Linked DNA regions of Mus musculus: region 1 is linked to region 2. The links are chromatin contacts, called in public HiChIP or PLAC-seq maps. All regions are on one chromosome and are shown on one strand. Each heading gives the region's core, a stretch centred on a gene start, on an enhancer-like site or on the middle of the called end of the contact. The rest is flanking DNA. Distances are from core to core; before and after follow the strand shown.

Region 1 (6,938 bases), core at 4,153-6,652, 130 kb before region 2:
CTAATCTATTCACGTAAGCACTTAGTAAATCGTTATGTTTTAAACTAAGATTAATTAATCCTAGGTTAATAATGATGTGTAACTTTTAATAACACCATTTAAATGATTTTTTAATGTTTTGTGTTGTTTAAAAATATTCCACTTTAGCTGGGTATAGTGGTATAAGGCTTTAATCTCAACATTCATGGCACAGGCAGTCAGATCTCTATGAGTTCAGGGCCATCCTTGTCAACATAGTAAGTTCCAGGACAACCAGGGCTATGTAGATAGAGTCTGCCTCAAAACAAAACAAAACAAAACAAAACAAAACAAAACAAAACCAAACAAAACCAAACAAGACAACACTTTGAGAAAATCATGCGTGTGCTTTTCCTAGTTCCCTGCTTAGAAGCCTAATATGGAGAGCTGCCTGCAGTAACAATGGGGTGTGGTGTGTACCGTGTCATGCTACTAAACCACTCAAGTTTTCAAAAACTACATCTAATTGAATCTAGGAGAGTGTCACCCCTGCATCTTTATTAGCATGACTCTCTCCATAGTTGTCATCCATCTGGAGAAGTAAGACAATAGCTTCCTCCCTGCTTCTCAAAGGGAAAACCAGATGGATTTTGACCTGGCCAAAGCCAGCGTCAGCCCCGTGACTGGAATCTGGGAGCCGCTAGCCTTGCTTCTCGCCCGCCACCTTTTGATGTGTGTTTCCATTTAGCATGAATGACAGACATGTACTCAGTTGTCATGGTTTTAAACGGATCTTTCTGCAAGGTCTGGCTTTTGCATCAAATTCTGGACTAAAATTATGTTTAAATTTTGTTTCCTCTCATCTCTTCCTGGTTTTGATTATTTCTTAAGAATAGTTGATGGTCTCATGACACGATCCTCTTATTTCTGTATTTTGTGTCTTGTGTTTTGAATTTTATGTGAAATTGTGGGTTTGATCTTTGACCTCTGTTTACTATAATACTGATTTACCACTAATTTGATAGCAAGCCATAGGGATCTACTGTAAACACGCTGCTCACTTTACACTGCTCTGTTTTACTCTTAAGTGGAGAAATGTGTGTGTAGAATGTAATTGAGAGACTTGCAGAAGTAATAAAACCCACATAATTTCCCAAGTTCCCAGGTAGCCGTCAGATTAATATAATACCTTTCTGTGATGTAAGAACTAGTAAATTAAGAGGAAGTCAGCAATGTAAATAAGCACAACCTAGCATTTAGTTTTAGTGTGGTCAATATAGTCACCCTGAAATTCGGAAACATAGCACAGACCACACAGCTCTGCTTAAGCTGGCTATGCTCTGAGCCCAGAGATCCCTGGTCACAGGTGTGCTCAGTGTGACTGGCCCTGGATCGATTCCATGATCCTGGGGAAGGGAAGGATTGAAGGATTGAAGGGACAGGATGGGGGAAAGCTGGCTGGAGAGCGGCTAATGACAGACATCTGGGAGCTGAAAGGAAACTATCCTGTTGTATGCTAATATGCCCATCACTTTTCTTTCCCAGTTATCAGACTTTCTAAAGGAGATTGTACTTAGCTCCCAAGTCACAGTCAACAAAAGGTGAGGAGGGGCAGGGATTTTCTTATCATAGCTGTACTTATAGGCATAGGCCAGGAAGGTATGGGAGTAGCATCCTCAAGAAGATGGATTATGGCTAGGAAAATATTGGGGGTCAAAACCACTATCCTTCTCTTCTCCTGCTCTGCCAGCTGCCTGTAAGGTAGTAGCAGGAGAGGTAAAATGAGCACAAGGGTTAGTCAGTGCAGATCCCAGTGTTATTGGTCATCCCGTGAATCTGAGCACTGGATACAGACAAGCATGGATTTTTGTCCTTGGAACATTTGGAGCCAACTGAAAGAGATGTGCTATCCAAAAGACAATTGTCATGTGCAACCTGTTCCACCCTTTCCATTTCATCTCATTTCTCTTAATTATATTTACAAAGATAACATGAGAATGAAATTATTTGTTTATCCTGCAAACATTTATGGAATCTCCTCCTTCTTTATGCACAACCAAGATATTATGGGAGAGAGAAAAATGCATGGTGCACAGGCATTCTATACAAGAGATGCATTCTGCTAGAGGTGCAGAATATGTGTGTGTGCACACACTTGCGTGGGCGTGCTTGTGTATGTGTGTGTGCACGCATGTGTGCCTGCGCCCTAAAGGAGCTCACTGCTCTATCAGTATAAATACCTATAAGGTGAATGATGTCACAAAGCCAGGCAGAATTCTAAGAGAAAGGAGTGATGTCAACAAGGACCTCCATTAACTCAGAAGAAAAGCACCAAGGCTGGAAACTCAGGACTGGTTTGCTAACAGCAACCAAACTAGGATTTGAAATTTGCCACTGAGCCTGGAAAGGTTGGAGATGTATTTGTGGAATAAAACTAACTTGAAGGAAAACTTCATGAATACTTTGGATGCTTCAAGAGACATAAAGTTCAGTCTGACTCAGCTGATTTTGCTGATGTGATTTTAGAATGTCTATTCTGTCAGCTGTCGCTGTGTGCATCTGTAGCTGGAAATTCTACAGCTCTCCCAACTCTTACTAGGGATGCTGCACTGATCGAGTGAGGCAATGCCCATGATACCAGCACATGGGTCAGATTAAAGCACACCAGAAGTGCCATCCCAGGTTTGCCTTTAATTCCTTAAGTAATAAGGAGTCATTAAAAGACCTTTGAAGAAGTGAAGTAAATGGTATGAGGATCATGGTATAAGGAACTGAATTCTGCTCTCTAGCCCCCAATCAGTCTCTCTTCTCTGCTGACAGTTCCCTGTGATGTCAATTCAACATCTCCTATAGGCTCTCGTGTTGGGGGGGGGGCGGGGATCTATGTAAGCTTGGGAAGGGTTGTGTGTGCCCTGAAGACCTCAAGCTATGTAAATCAAAGGCTGCTATAGCCCAGTCCTTCCATTCACTTAAGCATATCTCTTGTTTGGAATGCCTTCCACATTTATCCGCATTTCAAGATGCTTCATATGAGTTCGGCAAATTCTTATACTGTACCACCAGAAAGCATCCTTGCTTTATGATGTGCTGTGTCTGTCTAGACAGACTTAAAGATTAGTCCCCTTTCTTCTTCACTGCCCAGCTTTGCTGAATACAAAACACTTCTAAGGCCCTAAAAATCTTGATGCTATTCCCTCTTGAGATGAATCTGTTCCTAAGTATGTTTACTTTTCTTACATTTGAATTTTACTGAATCACTGAGCTACTAAATTTCTATGACACCTATTATACAGCTGAGTTTAGTGATGACTCATTCCACCACACTAAGTTGAAACATCAGTAAATCTCCACAACTTTCGTCTTATCCTCAAAACATATTTTCCAGGGTTGGGTATTTGTCTCACTAATAAAGCTGTTGTCTGGCAAATGGGGTACAAGGCCCTGGGATCTGAAAACAAAAAACAAGAAACAAAAACTATATTTTCCAGTTCAATTGTTATTTTCTTTATTTGAAACAATTGCAAGGTTTAAAGAAACTTGAAGTTAATATCTAAAGGCCTTTAAAACTTCCTATTTCCTCTCTCTCTCTCTCTCTCTCTCTCTCTCTCTTTCCTCTTTCCTCTTTTCTTTTTCTGAGACAAGGTGTCTTTAACTGGACCACTCTGACCTTAAAGCAGAGTTCGTCTCCTCAACTTCTCAAGTACAGGATTATAGATATGTTAGATATGTTTTATGATGTCCCACCTTGTTAGAATCTGTGACCTGTAGTTCCTGGTTGTCTAAAGCTGTAGCCTCCCCTCCCCCAGCCTTAATGGTTCCACTGTTTACACCTGGATGGAGCTTGCCGCTCAATCGTTCTGCCATGCCCACTGCTGGAACCTGCCGCTTTGCTTTTCGGAGCCATACACGTGGTCACCCTGCTACTGGACCCCAGGACTATTTAGCGGGAATCAGCCCCCCTTCCCTTCCTTCATAACTGTGTGTTGGAATAGTAAAATTGAGCTTTGATCAAAATGTCTCTTAGCTGCATCCTTTTCTTGCCTGCCTAGCCCTTCTTCTCTTCCAGATTTCCAAAATGCCTTTCCAGACTAGATCCCAGGCTGTGATCTGCTGGCCGGACACAACATAAAGCGAATACATGAATAAATGAATGAATGAGTTTAATGGATCTGTAATAGTATTGTCTCTTTATATTATGTATAATTCAGTAGTCAGGAAAATGTTTCTATAATGTGAGATAGTAAATATTTTCAAGCCTGCTGCCAACCTTCTTTGTCTCGACTACAGTGTGACGACAGCCATATATAGAATCAAAATGACAGGCGTAACTAAAGTCCAATAACGTTTTACAAAATAGGTAGTGAGTAAGATGACTTGGCCTGTGGACTGGACCATTTACATTGTTCTCAAACACTGATGCACTCCAGGATTACCTGAGTCAAAATTTACACGTGACACAGCAACAACAGCAGCGGCAGCAGCAGCAACAGCAACAACAAATCTCAAATTTTAGTCCTGCTCCCATGGGTCTGGTAAGGTTGGGGCTCTCCAGATGCTTCTTGTGCAAATAAAACTCGAGAGCCTCTGTTCTTTCCCCAAATAAAATACAGTTCCAATGTCCCATATCTACTTTTGATAAATTAATAAACAGTCATATTCACACAAGAGACTCAAGTTGGATCAATAAATATTAGTACATATTAAGTGAAAGAAAATAATTTCTTTCTGTCTAGAAAATTGGAGGCCCAATAATTTTGCTCCACAATTATAGCTAGCATCAATTTCTGAAAATCATCTAAATGGTCATGTTTAAATAAATCATAGAACTATAGCTGGAGCCAAGTATTTTGGATTTAGTCTGTACGGTGTAATTTGATTTAAAATAATCCCAACTAACTTTAAAAGTTTGTTAACCCTCCAGTCGGTAGAGTAGTTTACTGCTTTTATTATTAAAATTATCATAGCCCAAAAAATACTTAATAGTGAGAGCTTTACAGGCCATAAAATACCCACACTGTTTTAGCATCGGTTGATACTTTGTAAATCTGCACCCTGCCCTTTTGTCAAATGCCTGTTGAAAGCTACTCGGCAGAGCAATGAAAAGATAGAAATCCTTTTTTTCTGTATAGAAATTGAGAGGAGCCTGGGTCCCACCCTGCACAAAAGCATTTCTCATACCAAGAAAAGACAGTTAAATTATAAACAGATGGACAATCACATGACAATCAATTAAAATATATCAGGTGAGGTCTGGTTCCAAATTTGAATTCCTTTCTGTTGGCTCTCACACCATCCTTCCCCTGACAATGAGAGGTGCTGCCTTGTGGGAGCACCAGTTCTGATCCACTCCCATCCTCCCAACCCAGAAAACGGAGGCAGAGATCGTGCCTGAGAGAGAACTCGGCATCTGAGGTTTCTGCTTCATTCTTCTTACATCTGCCAGCTGCCGGTGAGGGACCGAGAGTGACTCATAACCCTTCTTGGCTAGCGGATGAGTTGTCATTTGGGGCTCTGCTGTTATTCAATTCAAAGCTAATAATTTAACATCTTTATTCGTTTCTTTCTTATCTCTTAATGGCCTGCTGCCTGCCCGGCATACTGTACACATAGAGCTAGGTTTTAATTTTCTTCTCTTTGTATTTGTATCTTGAGAAAGAAAAGGGAAAGAAACAATTAGGCTTTTAAAATTAGAATTTAATTTTTGACTTTCGATAGTGAATTGGTGAGTATAGTTGCATGAATTACCTCATTTCCCTGGAATTAAATTATTTTAAATGGAAAATAACACTCTCTGATGTGTTTAATTGAGACAATAAACAGGTTACTCTTGGGTACAAGGCAGTTGGACAGTGGGACTCAGGAAATTAAATAATATGATATTTTAAATTGTTTTTGTAAGTGATACAAAGCTGTTTTAAATATGTGGTTAATGATGCAAGACTTCAGTGCCTGTATAATTAAGAAATGATTTTTTTATATTTTCATTTAGTAAAAATAACTTATAAGTGCATACGTAATAACTTAATAACATAATTGTCCTTGTTATGTGTCCAAATTCTCTTACAACTCAGAGTACCCCCTCTAATGATGATCCATTTAGTACTCCTTGGGTTTTATTTGAAAAGGCTTCCAGTCCACACATTGACCTCACTAGTTCCTTCCCAAGTTCCCCATGGTAATGCATCTTATTATTTTGTGATTTATATCTGTGAGTTCAACAACAGCTTCACTATAGACGGCCTTATCTACGTCTCTAACCCAGGTTCCACCACCAAACCATCTGCATCTATTGGGAAAGAGGTAGAACATTTGGAAGACAAGGTCACCACTTTTCCTGGGTCCCTGCCTCTTCCCATCTTCCCAAGCTTACCCAAACCAGACGTCAAGGCCATCTTTTTCCCTCCTCCATTTGGCCCATTCCCATGTCTACCCAAGATTTACAGATTTGTTCCCATGCCTTCCTTTCCAGTGCATCACACAGGCCCTGGTCTGAAGAACTGCTAGAGATAACTAAATCTTCCCCTTTCAGTCACCTCCTCCACTAACCCCTCCTGTGTATCCCATGAAGCCAGGGAGTCAAATGATAACTAAGCAAAAGAGGCTAGACAAGAACTTGGCCACAGGCAGATGGTACCAGTGTTGAAGGAAAGAAAGGCATGGCAGGGTCATGGTTTTTAAATATATGGAGAGAGAGAGAGAGAAGGGGGAGGGAGGAAGAGAAATAGATTCTGGAGCCATACTCTAGAAGGCAAGGGATGGAAGCAGATAAAGACTAGATATTGAAAAGGGGAAAGAAAATATTTGGCTCTAATTTATTCTACTTTCTCTCCATCTATCTTATCCACAGCAATAAAATTCCATAAAAGCTAGAATTTCAAATGGAGGTCATTATTTTAGTGTTTATTGTCAGGTTAACGAGTGGCAGATTGGTAGAGTAGGAAGTCTATGTAGTACTTATTGATTGGAATAGAAATCGAGTT
Region 2 (6,379 bases), core at 2,689-5,188:
TAATGCTTTCATGGAATGTAACTGCGAGTGCTCCCCACACCCTGCATCTCTCCCTAGCAATCATCTAGCTGGATCTTAACGAGAGCCTGGCTGCTGGAACAAGAATGTCACACAAAAATGTGCACTAGAGATCTGGCCATAGAAGGCAGAGGTTGCTTCTCCATGTGGCTTGCAGAATCTGCTTGTTGGCTTTAAAAACACCCTCTCACACTACAACCTTAGTCTTTAAAGGAAGATTCGATGTGCTTGTCCTTGGGCGCCTTCTATGAACCTCTCTTAAGGAACTGACTCCTTTTTCCCTGTTGTATGGCAAGTCACTGTCTCAGCCAATTCTGTTAAAAATCTTCCTTTGAAAATAAAGAGCCTCATTACAAAATTGAGTTTACAGGGGTGTTCTGTGATGGCATCTGCTAAAAACTCTAAGGCTGCTAGTGACATTCTATAGGGGGAGCATTTACGACATATGACTGTGCTCACCTCTGAGGCATATAGACTACAATTCAAACCACACACATATTATCACGGTCTCTGCATGAGTAAAGTGTTAAAATAGCTAAAACTCTAGAATGGTAGCATTTTCTCCAGCCTTATGTCCTCTTATATTTACACAGAAACTCAAGAAAAACTTTGTCATATGACTTAAATTGTTACACATCCTATACTTTTATTAGTGGGTTTCTATATCTTAACTTATGATACAAGTCTCAAAATGGTATTTAGTTTCTTAAGATATTTATGCTGCACACCATTTCTTCCCCCCCCCCCCCCGGCCCCCAGCCCTCTAAACTTTGCTCCTTTTTCTAGAAAAGGAAAATCAGAGTTAGAGAAGTGGGTTTCAGCTCCTTGAATCTGGCCATAGAATATGGCCATGAGGTAAAACCTGAGCGTAGGTGGCCTGTGTCCCCATGACTGTGACCACCTGCCATGTCTAACACAATGGTTTCTCCTTATGCTTGTGGGCCTGAGTACCAGAGACTTTCCACAAAGATCTCTGGCCAGGCCTGGTGCGAGGGTTCCAGTAAAGGGAATCGAATGTGGGCAGGGAGGGGACAAATTTATTGTAACCAAATAAGAAGGCTCATCCTTAATGATATTTTAAAGCCTCAGGTCACTCAAACCAGGTCACTCAAGAATGGTGTTTGTGCATGGTGCTAAACCCAAAGCTAATGAAATACTAACCTGAACTATTTCTAGTCTTTTAATTTTTCCTATTATAACCTGAGCTCCCGACCAAACTGGAATATCCCAAAGCCCACGCATAGTTTCTGAACTCTGGATAGCTGTCAGCAATTCCTCCACCTTGAAAATTATCCATTGATCTAGCTGCTACAGTCATATAATTAACAATGTTTTACTGGGTGGGGGCAGTGTGTTGGCTCTGAGAGGCTCAGCTATGTTATAGATCCAGTGCCTTGAACTATGGGTTTCTAGTAAATCTTGACATTGGTTTCAAAAACTGGGAAAAGGGTTTTACTTGAGCTATAGGACCATATTCGTAGCTACAGCACCTAGTTGTGAGCACTGTAGAATTTTACAGAGAGAAGCTTAACAATGGTTTGTTTGTACCCTCCAACATTTATACTGAAGGAATACTTGAAGAAAAGAAATTTATGCAATACAGTGATGCTTTTGAAATCAAGATTACACATATAATGTATTCAGACCTAGTTTCACTGAATATGGTGCACCAAACCAAGGTGAAAAGAAGTGTTAGTCTACTGACTTATAGGATGTTTTGTTCGTCTTTCTCTGTAGTACTTAGTGCCTGACAACCAAAGCCATCCCATTCCTTCTGGCATTGTAAGCTGGGAACCCTTGGCCAACATTTGGCTCATCTGACTATTTGTCTAGACCAAGGACGAGCGAACTTTTTTAGTAAAGACTTACGAAGTAAATATTTGAGGGTTTGTGTTGTCCATATGGTATCTGTCCCCCACTACTCAGCTGTTCCATAATAGCATAAATGTAGCCATGGACAATATGTAAACAAACAATGAATGTACATCAGCAGTTATTAAAAACAAACAAAAAACAAAAAATAGTAACCAATCTATGTCTGTACTTTGCCAAGCTCTGGTCTAAGCTCTTTTCACTTCACTATGCAACTGATTTTTCTTTTTTCTTGGGCACTGGATAGCTAAAAAGTAAAACATTGACGATTCTTGGTTTGTGACAAATCAGATACTTGATATTTACATTAAGATCATTTTGCTTATATGAGAAATAAATGTATTTGTTTTGAGTTTATTCTCAGAGTCCAACTGTGTCTCTTTGTAAAGCAGTGTTTCTTTTACAGATACCACTAAGCATGCTGGAAGAATTTCTCCAGTCTCATGCACCACGTTGATAATAATTTTGGGAGCTATCTCTCATGCAGTTGACTAACACACAGATCTCTCAGGTCTGACAGCTGAGTTTAAATGCTTGCTTACCCTGTGCTACAATACTTTCGTTACAAAAAATCCCTTGAAAACTAATAAAGTAAGTTTTTTTTTCAAGCAAAGATTCAGAATGTGTTCATTACAAACACACAACAACAATAACATATATAGCCCTAGGGTTTCTGTTCTGTAGTGGAAAAAGAAAAAAAAAGAGGCAGATTGTGTAAATGAGGACAATTTCATTGCTACTCAAGAGTGATGTGACAGCATCTAAGTTTGGCTCTAAAGGAAGGAGTGTGATGGTGGACATAGCCGAAAGGAAGGGAAATATTGAGCTGAGCTCCTGAGGCCACTCTGGTCTCCAGACACACAGCACACCACAATACTGATGATACACACTCAGCCACTTTGAAGGCTGCCTCTGGGATGACAATTTGATAGTGATATAAAGGATATAAATATACCAGTTTGCCTTATGCAAACTCTGAGGCTTGTAATTAGGGCCATCTGTGAACAAGCAACTACAAACCTAATGTATGAGTCTGGCACCTGTCAATACTTCCCCCAAATCCAGCCTTTTTACTATAAAAAAGTTGTCCCTTTTATAATGACATATAAGTGGGATCATAGAATAAAAAGCATTTGAGCCTGACTTCTTTCATTTCTTAGCACACATTTATCTTCCCTTCATGTCCTTCATAGTTTCATAGTCTTTCAGTAAGATTGCTAGATTAAACACCACACGTTTTGTAGTGCTAAGAGCTCAAAACTGAACCTAGCATGTTTGTGTGAGGAATTCTGAGACAGTTTCTAATCGTTAGACTCATCAACAGTCTAGCTCTTGTTAAGCCATCTAGAAAAAAAGAAATAAAGTAATCCACACATACACAGTTTCAAATATAGACCAGTTTGGGGCTTTTGAACACAGTGCTTTAAAATAGTGCTTTAGCAATTGTGGCAAATAGAAGGAAGGGCCTTCCAACCCAGGAATCCTTGTGCCTGCCACCTTTCCTATCGCCCTGAGAGTACCACACAACACACTGTCCTGTGCCAAGAGAACAAATCAGTTACAGGAGCTATGGCCCAACTAGGAAAACTCTTTCAATTTGGGTCCTTAATGAGAGTTACAGAGTCCCAACTACAGCATAAAAGAGGACTATCAAACCCGTAACAAATAATTGATTCTTCAAGATGCACCCAGATGAGCAAGCCGTTGCTAGAAAGTTCACAGAGTCCCAGGCAAGATGCAACGTCGTCTCCATGTTCCGGGAAAGACCCTCCTTCCAAGGGATCTGGCAAGTCCATAGCAGACACAGCTGGCCTGTTTCTGTTGGAGCAGTTGGTGTGGACCAAAACCCTTCGCACATTTGAGCTGCTGTCATGCAAACTTGAGGCAGTCCTTCCAGCACATATGTATCTCACTTCCAGAACCTTCCCTTTCATGGTTCTAATTTTAAAATGGCCTCAGACATTTTCTGCAGTTTGAGCTCTCCTCTCTCTGTCCAGAGACCTCACCTAAGCCTTCTGAACACAATGTACATACAAGGAAATGAGTCAGCTTAAGAGTGCCTCATCTAGAGACTCAAACCTTAGGAGAGTTGCATGATTATAGACTACTCACCCAAATACCACATGACTCAAATTGGCAATTACTCAGGAGGTCACTAGGTCAAAATTGATTGCCTACTATTTTAGTATTTGGTTTAGTGGGTTTTTTAGAGCAGTTTTGATTTTGCTTCTTGAACATTGAGCAGAAGGTACAGAAATTTCTGATATAATTCCAGTCCCCATGCTTGCAAAGCCTCTCCCTTATCAATGAACTTACAAGTTTGGGAGGTTTTTTGTTGTTGTTTTGTTTTGGGGGTCTATTGTTGTTTGGTTTGGGGATATTTTTTGGTTTTTGTTTGTTTTGTTTTGTCAGCTTGCTATAAGCTAGAGTTATCTGTGAGATGGGAACAACAGTTGAAAAATTCCTCCATGAGATTGGCCTGAGGAGCAGCTTCTTGATTGGTGATTAATGAAGAAAGGCCCAACCTTTTGTGGGTGGTGCCACCAAGGGCTGGTGGTCCTCGGAACTATAAGAGGCTGAGGCTGGGCATGGTGGCCTGCACCTTTAATCCCAGGACCTGCAGAAGCAGGGGGATCTCTGTAAATCTGAGGCTACCCTGGTCTACAAATAAAGTTTCATGGCTGAGAAAGAGAGAGAGAGAGAGAGAGAGAGAGAGAGAGAGAGAGAGAGAAAGAAAGAAAGAGAGAGAGAGAGAGAGAGAGAGAGAAAGAGAGAAAGAAAGAAAGAAAGAAAGAAAGAAAGAAAGAAAGAAAGAAAGAAAGAAAGAAAGAAAGAAAGAAAGAAAGAAAGAAAGAAAGAAAAAGAGGAAAGCAGGGTGAGAGGCTGAGCAAGGCAGGAAGAGCAAGCCAGGAAGTAGCATCCCTTCATGGCTTCTGCTTCAGGTCCTGCCTTGACTTCCTTCAGTGATGGTCTGTGATGTGGAAGTATAACAAAATAAACCCTTTCCTCCCGAAGTTGCTATAGTCATGGTGTTTCATCACAGCAATGATAAACCATAACTAAGACAACAGTCAGCACTGTTAAGACTGTTCTTTCAGACGTCATGAGTTCAAATCCCAGCAACCACATGGTGGCTCACAATCATCCATAAAGAGAAACAAAACAACCTATGGTCCAGAGTGAGTGTGGCCCGGAGCAAGCAGGACTAGAGCAAGAGAGAAAAGAGAAGGGGAGAAAAAAGATCCTCTCTCTAAATGTGTTTGTGTTCACATGTATGTTCAGGTACACACGTTTGTTCAGGTACACACTTGTATATGGAAGGTCCTGGCTGATGGCAGGAGTCTTCCTTGATTGCCCTCTTCCTTATTTTTGAGACAGGGTCTATCACTTGAATCCAGGACTCATCGGCAGGGCTAGTCTTTTGCTGTGGGGATTTCCCCAAGTTCTAAAATTACCAAATTATACCCCAGCACTTACATAGGTCCTGCGGTTCTGAGCTGTCATCCTCTCATGTGTGCAGTAAGAGCTTGAGCCACTGAGCAATCTCCCTGGCCCTAACAATTAAGGTTCTTAGAGGGACATCAGCCTGGTTTTCTTAGGCGACCTCTAAAGGTAGTAGGTATCCTTTAAAAAGATAGAAAAGGGGGAAATCCAGACTCAGTCACTTGAAAATGGAGGCAGATATGAGGGTCTTGAAATCACAACAGAGAATTCCTGGAGCCGTGTGAACCTGAAAGAGATCAAGGATGAGTCTCCTTTCACAGGGAGCACTAGCCTCTTAACCTTTGATTTGGATTTATATCTCAAGAAGGAAATATATTTATTTCTGTTACTTCAAGCCACCAAGCATATGACAATTTGTTGCAGTGACCTAGAAAATAAATATACAGATCAACATGGTCTTTGAAGCGCCAGAACATAGGAGAAAACCTCAGCAAACAGACTCTGCATATGCTGGTAACATGGGGAGGCCCCTCCACTGGCCTCCAGTGACTGGAGCTGATGTACATTTAAAAGTTTGGAGTAGACTTGAGAAGAAAATGGTGGCATTTGCTTCATATCTAAGAACGCAATATGGATATGAATATAGTATTAGGACTTTAGTGACTGAGAGATGGCCCAGCCAATAAAAATGCTTGTCACATAAGCATGAGGACCTGAGTTCAGTCTACCAGTCAATGAGCTCCAGGGTCAGTGTGGTATCCTGCCTCCCCAAAATTGAAAAGGACACCTAATGTTCACCTCTGGCCTCTGTAGCACAGCACTCACAGATATGAACGTTCACACACACATTAGTCACTTTTCTAGTTGGTGTCATCAAACCTATGGTAGAGACAACCTAAGAGAAAAGGTTGATTTGGCTCACAACTTCACAAGTTTTAGTTGAGCACAGTGGAAGATATGATGGTGAGACAGGTTCCCCGTGGCTGTGGAAATGTAGTAGTAGAATGAATACAACAGGAGAAAGGAAAAGCAGACTGGGTGAAGC

The links. HiChIP or PLAC-seq counts read pairs in DNA pulled down with a chosen protein or histone mark.
Region 1: a CTCF HiChIP or PLAC-seq map of the NIH/3T3 cell line shows a contact between it and region 2, with 11 read pairs. The contact joins two enhancer-like sites. A contact is called at or near these places in 1 of 15 datasets of contacts at CTCF or cohesin (the NIH/3T3 cell line), 1 of 484 Hi-C or Micro-C datasets (nephron progenitors) and 1 of 9 other capture datasets (pancreatic islet).

The regions. Positions count from the first base shown.
Region 1 is chr15:34,703,930-34,710,867 of GRCm38.p6, reverse strand. No RefSeq gene overlaps it. Among named protein-coding and RNA genes, the nearest start is that of Nipal2, 29 kb to the right of the region's middle. Within about 2 kb of position 5,402, at least 6 of the 459 cell types and tissues checked have an H3K27ac peak or open chromatin away from gene starts, as enhancers often do. A contact at or near this core is called in the NIH/3T3 cell line, where this site is marked.
Region 2 is chr15:34,568,915-34,575,293 of GRCm38.p6, reverse strand. Nipal2 (NIPA-like domain containing 2) reads left to right here. Exons shown (of 11, transcript NM_145469.5): 11 at 1-2,495. Among named protein-coding and RNA genes, the nearest start is that of Gm22208, 40 kb to the right of the region's middle. Within about 2 kb of position 3,938, at least 11 of the 459 cell types and tissues checked have an H3K27ac peak or open chromatin away from gene starts, as enhancers often do. A contact at or near this core is called in the NIH/3T3 cell line, where this site is marked.